Regions from separate parts of the Rattus norvegicus genome. Here region 1 is linked to region 2. The links are chromatin contacts, called in public Hi-C maps. All regions are on one chromosome and are shown on one strand. The core of a region is the stretch at or near the end of the contact, and the rest is flanking DNA. Distances in the headings are between cores, read along the strand shown. Region 1 has its middle 24 kb from the start of Ndufb4. Region 2 overlaps Timmdc1 (translocase of inner mitochondrial membrane domain containing 1).

The links. A called contact is a pair of places that touch in the nucleus more often than the background predicts.
Region 1: a Hi-C map of Schwann cells shows a contact between it and region 2, with 17 times the contacts expected there. The contact joins two enhancer-like sites. A contact is called at or near these places in 2 of 12 Hi-C or Micro-C datasets (Schwann cells and frontal cortex).

The regions. Positions count from the first base shown.
Region 1 is chr11:76,543,510-76,546,748 of GRCr8, forward strand. No RefSeq gene overlaps it. Among named protein-coding and RNA genes, the nearest start is that of Ndufb4, 24 kb to the right of the region's middle. Within about 2 kb of position 1,267, at least 59 of the 93 cell types and tissues checked have an H3K27ac peak or open chromatin away from gene starts, as enhancers often do. A contact at or near this core is called in Schwann cells, where this site is marked.
Region 2 is chr11:75,749,252-75,752,517 of GRCr8, forward strand. All of the region lies in intron 5 of Timmdc1 (translocase of inner mitochondrial membrane domain containing 1), which reads left to right. Among named protein-coding and RNA genes, the nearest start is that of Timmdc1, 16 kb to the left of the region's middle. Within about 2 kb of position 1,705, at least 14 of the 93 cell types and tissues checked have an H3K27ac peak or open chromatin away from gene starts, as enhancers often do. A contact at or near this core is called in Schwann cells, where this site is marked.

The sequences.
Region 1 (3,239 bases), core at 17-2,516, 790 kb after region 2:
ATCTCATTAGTTTCTTCCTCTCAGGGACTCACGTGACTATTATTGGAATGGGAGGCGGGGCCATGGAATTCATATGGCCATAAATTAGGAGGCCGCAATGCTCATACCACCACAGCATCAGGTTTGAGAGAACCTCCCTTCACAGTGCCTCTTAAATCTTCAGACCAAACAGCTTCTGGTCATGGGTAAGCTATGCCAGTCGACTGTCATCTAACCTTCTGGCATTTAACAAACATTCTTAGCCATGTTTTCTAGATTCCCTAGGGCCCAAAAGCCCAGGGAGAATGTAATCTCTATTTTCCTCAAAGATACACACACACACTCACACCAGTAATTTTAAGTTTGGAGAGAAATACAATGAGTGTTTTCCTAAGAGAAATTTTCTGTGAATAAAGATAGGTACTTGACCGAAGTGTGGTGCATACTTTTAATCCTATCCCTTAGGAGAAGGCAAAAATCAGGGACACGAGGATATCCATAGATACTTAGTGAGTTCAAGGAGGCCAACCTGGGCTATGTGAGGCCTTATCTCAAAACAAAACCAAAAGGAAAAAGGAAGTCCTTCTGGCCCACACCCACCCAGGGAACCCAAACCTCACAGGTCAAGGGAGATTGAGGCACAGGGCAGATTTCCATTTTTTTTTATCTGGACTACAACAGTCCCTGACTCTAAAAATTCCATCATGCTCTAGAACTGTTCGAGAGACCAGTGTTCAAAAATCAGAAAGCCAGTAACTGGAGTTAACCGTTGTAAGCTGGCAGTGCCTTCTCTGAAAGACCCAGTCTCCGTAGCTAGTGAGGTAGTCAAGTCACCCAACAGCTGCTTTGTGTTGGCAAAGGGCCGCTTAATGTAAAGACAATAACGTGAAAGATGTGACCGCACAGCCACGTGGTGGCGGACTTCGCCATCTTTGCTTACCAACATGTTTTAGATTGTATTCAAAGTGCCAGGCTTTGGTGTATTTCAGAGTTCTGTCTGGGGGTGGGCTCATCCCCCACACATTTTTCATAGTTTGTACTAGTGACTCGAGGATAGTGCAGAGAAACAAAGAAACTGAAGAGACAGGAAAGGGAGGAAGACAAAAGCAAGGCAGGGAGGCTAAGAGAGCCTGGGAAACCAACTTGAGACTTAGGAGGAGGGGGCGGGCGGGGAGTTTGATTCTACAGACTCCGGAAAGCCTATTAAGGCGCCCTGGGAGAAGCTCGCAGGGTGGGGATCAGGCCGTCCTGGTTGAAGCCTCTCGGAATTAAGAGCTGAAAGAGAAATCACAAAGGCTCATTGTTTTATTTGTGCCTCGACTTGGCTCCTGACCATTGGATCGCTGGAGTTCTGATAAACGCCCTGAGCTCCCCCTACTGGCTACTCTGAAGAACCTCACCATCCGGATCCCAAGAGAAATAGGATTACGTAACCCAGCTTTGGCTACTTAAGACTTTTTTTTTTCCTTTCCCAAGGTCTTGGCTTTTCCAAATCCTGCTGCCTAATGCCAGAGCTTGTCTGATTGCCAAGGTCCTAAGGCCCAGAGGAGGCATCTATGAAGGGCCCATGCTGATGGGAGGGCATGCAGGAGGGTGAACAAACATTTTTCTTGAATACGTGTCGCGCAAGTAAGTGCTGCAAATATGCCTGAAAGGGGGACTTTTTCTGGACTTTCATCTGCTTGCCTCAAATATGACGCTGGTACTAAACAAGACCTCTATGCTTAGGGGGTGGGCCTGCCCAGTCTAGGTTGGAGGCCATCCAAAATAAGTCCTAAGGTGAACCCAACTCCACAGTAGCCAAGGCACGCCCGGCTCTCCTTGCCTTCCCTCTTCCCTCCGTCTTCAGATCTGCGAGAGAGGAAAAAAAAAACCTGCAAGGAGCAGAATGTTCTCTGAGAGATAGAAAAATATCTCTCTCTCTCTCTCTCTCTCTCTCTCTCTCTCTCTCTGTCTCTCCTCCTTCCTTCCTTTTCTTCCTCCCCTCCCTCTCCCCCTCTTCCTCTCCCCTCCCCCTCTTTGTCTCCCCCTCCCTTCCTGCCTCTCTCCCTCTTCTCCTCTCCTTAAGGTTGCTATTAAACAAGGCAGAAGCCCTGCTCTTCCTAAAGGACACAAAGGCGAGACTTCTGTATGGGAAATGCAAGTCCAGAGGCCGGGAGCAGCGGTTGAGGGAGAGACAAAGAAGGACCCACAGCACTGGAGCAACAGGAACAAGATAGGAGTCTGCAGCTATAGACTGGGGCGGCCACACCCGCGGGGAGTGGTCCTGGGTCAGCAAGGGAGACCACTGGGCAATAGGCAGTGGATATGAGCATCACGTGAAGGAGGGGCAGATTTTCAGATGTTCGACTAGGATGCTTGTTCCCCATAAAGGACCTTCCTATGACCACCCCCCTCTTCTCTTCAGAGGTCAGAACCCAAACCTCTCCTTCAAAAATCAGCAACTTACTGGGGAGAGGCACAGTGGCAGAGGCCAGCCTGGTCTGCAAAGTGAGAACCAGTCCCAAAACAAAACAAGCAACTTTTCTTTCATAAAAGAGCTATGCCTCTCTCGGGGCAAAAATAAAATGTCCCTAAAACATTGTTTAGGTCGGTAGCATGAGGTTATTTTTAAAGGCTCTGGGCAAACACCCCAGATTCCTTTTCTTTTGTTAAACCAGAGGCAAACAACCATTAATTCAGGGTATTGCCAGGAGCCGTGCAGCCCTAGGGAAATGGCCACTTGCTTTTTCAATCCCTCAGGACCCGGGTAGCCGCCTTTCCTTTGTCCTCCTTCCTCTGCCAACTTCCACGTTTTCCTTTCATCATCCAGCAAGCCTCTGACTGACACTAACTCCTCTTCTTTCCAGGGCTGACTTTTGTGCTCTGGATCTGCTTGCACCGACAGGGTGTTGATTTGGGAGGGGAAAAAACAGAAAGTTGTTGTCATAAGTTTGTGGGATCCCAACACATCTGACACTCAGCAGGGATCTGGCAAAGCTAGCATATTCCACAGAACTCTAGGGAATCCTTTATTCCGTCTGTAAGATACTTTTGCAAAATTTCTGGCAAGTTAACAGCCTCTAAATTATACCTCCTGTCTATTGTCACTACAGAAGAGGATTTGGGGAACTTGTAAATCCATGGGAGCAGAATGGCCTTGACAGACACTGCATAACACAAATAATATTTATTGCCAATGAAAAATTCACAACCGAAACCAGTCAAGCTCTGCTTCTGTTGAAAGGGGGGAAAAACGAGGCAAAAGATAGATACTCTGC
Region 2 (3,266 bases), core at 455-2,954:
TGTGTGTCTGTGTCTGTGCCCAAAAAGTGTCAGATCCCTTGACGTTGTCATTCCAGGCACTTGTCAGCTGCCTGGCTGGGTGCTAGGGATAAAAGTCAGGTACTCAGCAAAGACAACGCACACTCTTTCCCACTGAGCCATACCCCAGCTCTCACTGTCCACTTGTTGTATTTATAGTTATCACAGTGTAATTAAAACAGTAAATAACAACTCAGTAGCATAAACAGGATGCATATTCAAGATTCCTTTTCACGGGGTAAAATATGTGTAAACATCGCCAATATGTGAAATTACTCGTAAACAAAATATTCATAAGGAGCAAGAAAAATGACCAGAAAATTGTTCATAGAGAACACATGTGTGCTGTAGCATGTTAGAATTGTTATTTGTTTTGTTTCCATGAATACATATTTTACTTAAAGGTTCTTCTTCTTCTTCCCTAGTTAAAATGCTAGAAATTCAAAATGGTTTCAACCCTACTGAGAAGCTGGATTAATGAGTATACTAAGGCCTCATGATGGACTCAATCCCAGCCTTTAGTCCAGTGGGCAGAGGCAGACAGAGCTCTGACTGTGAGACCAACCTGCTCTATAGAGTGAGCTCCAGGACAGCCAGGGCTACGCAGAGGGCTTCTGCCTCGAAATACCCCCGTGCCCCAATAGAGAAGCTGTGTATGGGTTTGTGAAGTGGCTCAGTAAGCTTACCCCCAAGCCTGCTGTCCTGACTTGTATCCCTACAACCCACATGTTCAAAGGAAGGATCTGACTGCTGATTGTCTGTGACCTGCGCACCCATGCTCACGCACACACGTGCGCACACAGAGTAAGAAGTGTAATGGTTTAAAGACTTAGCAGGGCTGGGAAATCAGTTCAGCATCAGAGCACAAGCCCAGCATGCACAAGGCTAAGTTGAACCATTTGGGATTACCCCTAACTGTATCAGCATGCGTCTGCTAGGGAGAGTTTGCAATAGAGGTGTCAGCCCTTTCATTGCCACTGCAGTCCCCAGAGTGGTTCTCAGTTTGCTTTGATTATCCTTGCGTTAGCTTTGGGTTAAATGTTTTTGTCAGGGTTGCTACATAAGTGCAGCTGTGCCCCTGGTGTATAGCACAGCAAGAGGCATGTATGTCACCCATTATAAGCGTTAAGTATTTGGTATATTGGTGATGATCTGTGTTGGCAAGGATGGAGGTGAGAGGAAGCTGCACACACTGTTGGTGGGAATGTAAGGCAGGCAGATATCAGTGAGTATGGGGCTGCCTGGAAACTAGGGTGGATCACACTTGTATCTCAGCCCTTAGAGCAGCGGTTCTCAGCCTTCTGACGCTTCCACCTTTTAACACGGCTAGCTCCTAATGGCGTGGTGACCTCAACCATAAAATTCTTTTCTTGCTACCTCATGGCTGTAATTTAGCTACCATTGAGAGTTGCAATGTAAATATCTAATATGTCACCCCTGTGAAAGGGTCATTTAACTCCCCAAAGGGGTCAGGACCCACAGGTTGAAAACCGCTGAATTACAATATAAAAGACAGGAGTTCAAGGTCATCTTTGGCTACCTATATGATGCCAGCTTGGGCTACATGAGACCTTGTCTCAAAAAAATCAATAAACCAAAAGCAAACAGTAAAACTAAAACTGTTACATGATCCCGTGTACTATTCCCTGGCATGCACTAGAGGGAGTCTGAGTCAAACAGTCTGTGATCCGCATTTCCTCGCTGGGACTGAAAGCCAGACACTCCCTCCCTGTTCCTAGAGGCCACCCACATCTTTCTCATGGGCCATCCATGTTCAGAATAACAATCTCTCTCCTCACACTGAATCTTCTGCTCCTTTTCAGACAAAGGAGACAGCTTTTAAGCTCACTCACCCAGATAATCTCCTTCTTGATTAAACCAGAACTCCAAAATCCATATTTCCATGCAACATGGCAAAACCACAGGTGTACTAGAGACAATGGGACCCAGGAGACTGGATCCTAAAGATGAGGTGGACCAAAGTCTCATGTGATTTCCATCTTTATTCAGAGCATCAGACAGGGTCAAGAGGAATCCTTTAGTCAAGTGAACAATTACAGGACAAGTCACCCATGGCAGAGATCTTTCCACAGGGACAGCTGAATCATAGTGGCAGGTGACAGTGAGTCTCTTAGACAACTCACATCTCTCCATACACCTGGGAGGGCACAGCATGGGCCAGTCCCTAAGAACACTTGTGTGTTTTGAAGAAACTGAGGTCACAAGACTCTTTTGTCTTGTTTTGAAGTTTTCTCTCAAGCACTCAGTCCTCACACGACTCCATTCTTAGACCGTGTTCCAGCAGTGGAGGGATTCGGACAGCAAATGTGGGGAGACTTGAGGCAGGGCTCTCTATTCAGTTCCACTGCAGTTCTTTCCCATGTGATTAGGTAGGGAGCGCATGTGACTGAACACCCGTCATCCCGTCCCCACGTGCCTTTGCTGCAGTGGTTTTAACAATGCATTGACATCCTTGCACCTTGGTTTTTGGGAAGGTGCTTACAAAGACAGCCTGGTCCTGGCCATCCTTGTGTTCCCATTAATTGACATTCTTCTGAACGAGTTATCCTTCATCCCTGCTGACCCACCCATCTGCCATCCTACCACTTTGTCAGGTTGAATCATGGTTGTCTGTTCTGAAGGGAGGGGACTGAGAGGTTTGAGATGCTCTGTAGGGCAGGCCAGCCTTGACCTTGTTATCATCCTTAGCTTTCTGAATGCTGAGATTATAAGCATGATTTATTACACACAGCTGGATTTATGGATTTTATTTTACAGTTTTCTTTTTCAAGACAGGGTTTCTCTGTATACCCTTGGCTATCCTAGAACTTATTTTGTAGGCCAGGCTGGCCTTGAACTCCGAGATCTACCTTCCTCTGCCTCCTGAGTGCTGGGATTAAAGGCATATGCTGCTACCACCTGGCTTATTTTACAGTTTTTTAATTGAATGAAATTTCGTTTGTCAAAACCCACTGCTAACATTATTTTTGTTGTATTGGTAGTCTATAAGCTTGGTCTGGAGGGAAACATTGTTGAAGCTAGTGGGAAAATTTTTCCTGATAGGGTCACTAGTTTGGGCTAGCCTCAACATCCCCATGTAGCCAAGACTAAGCCTGAACTTCTGATCTTCCTACTGCTACCTCTGAGGCAGTGGGATTGCAGGCATGTACACCTGCCATTTTACCCCCTCTGTCAAACCAGCAAAAATATGTTACACTTATCATCTTGACTATTTTTTATTAGTTTTT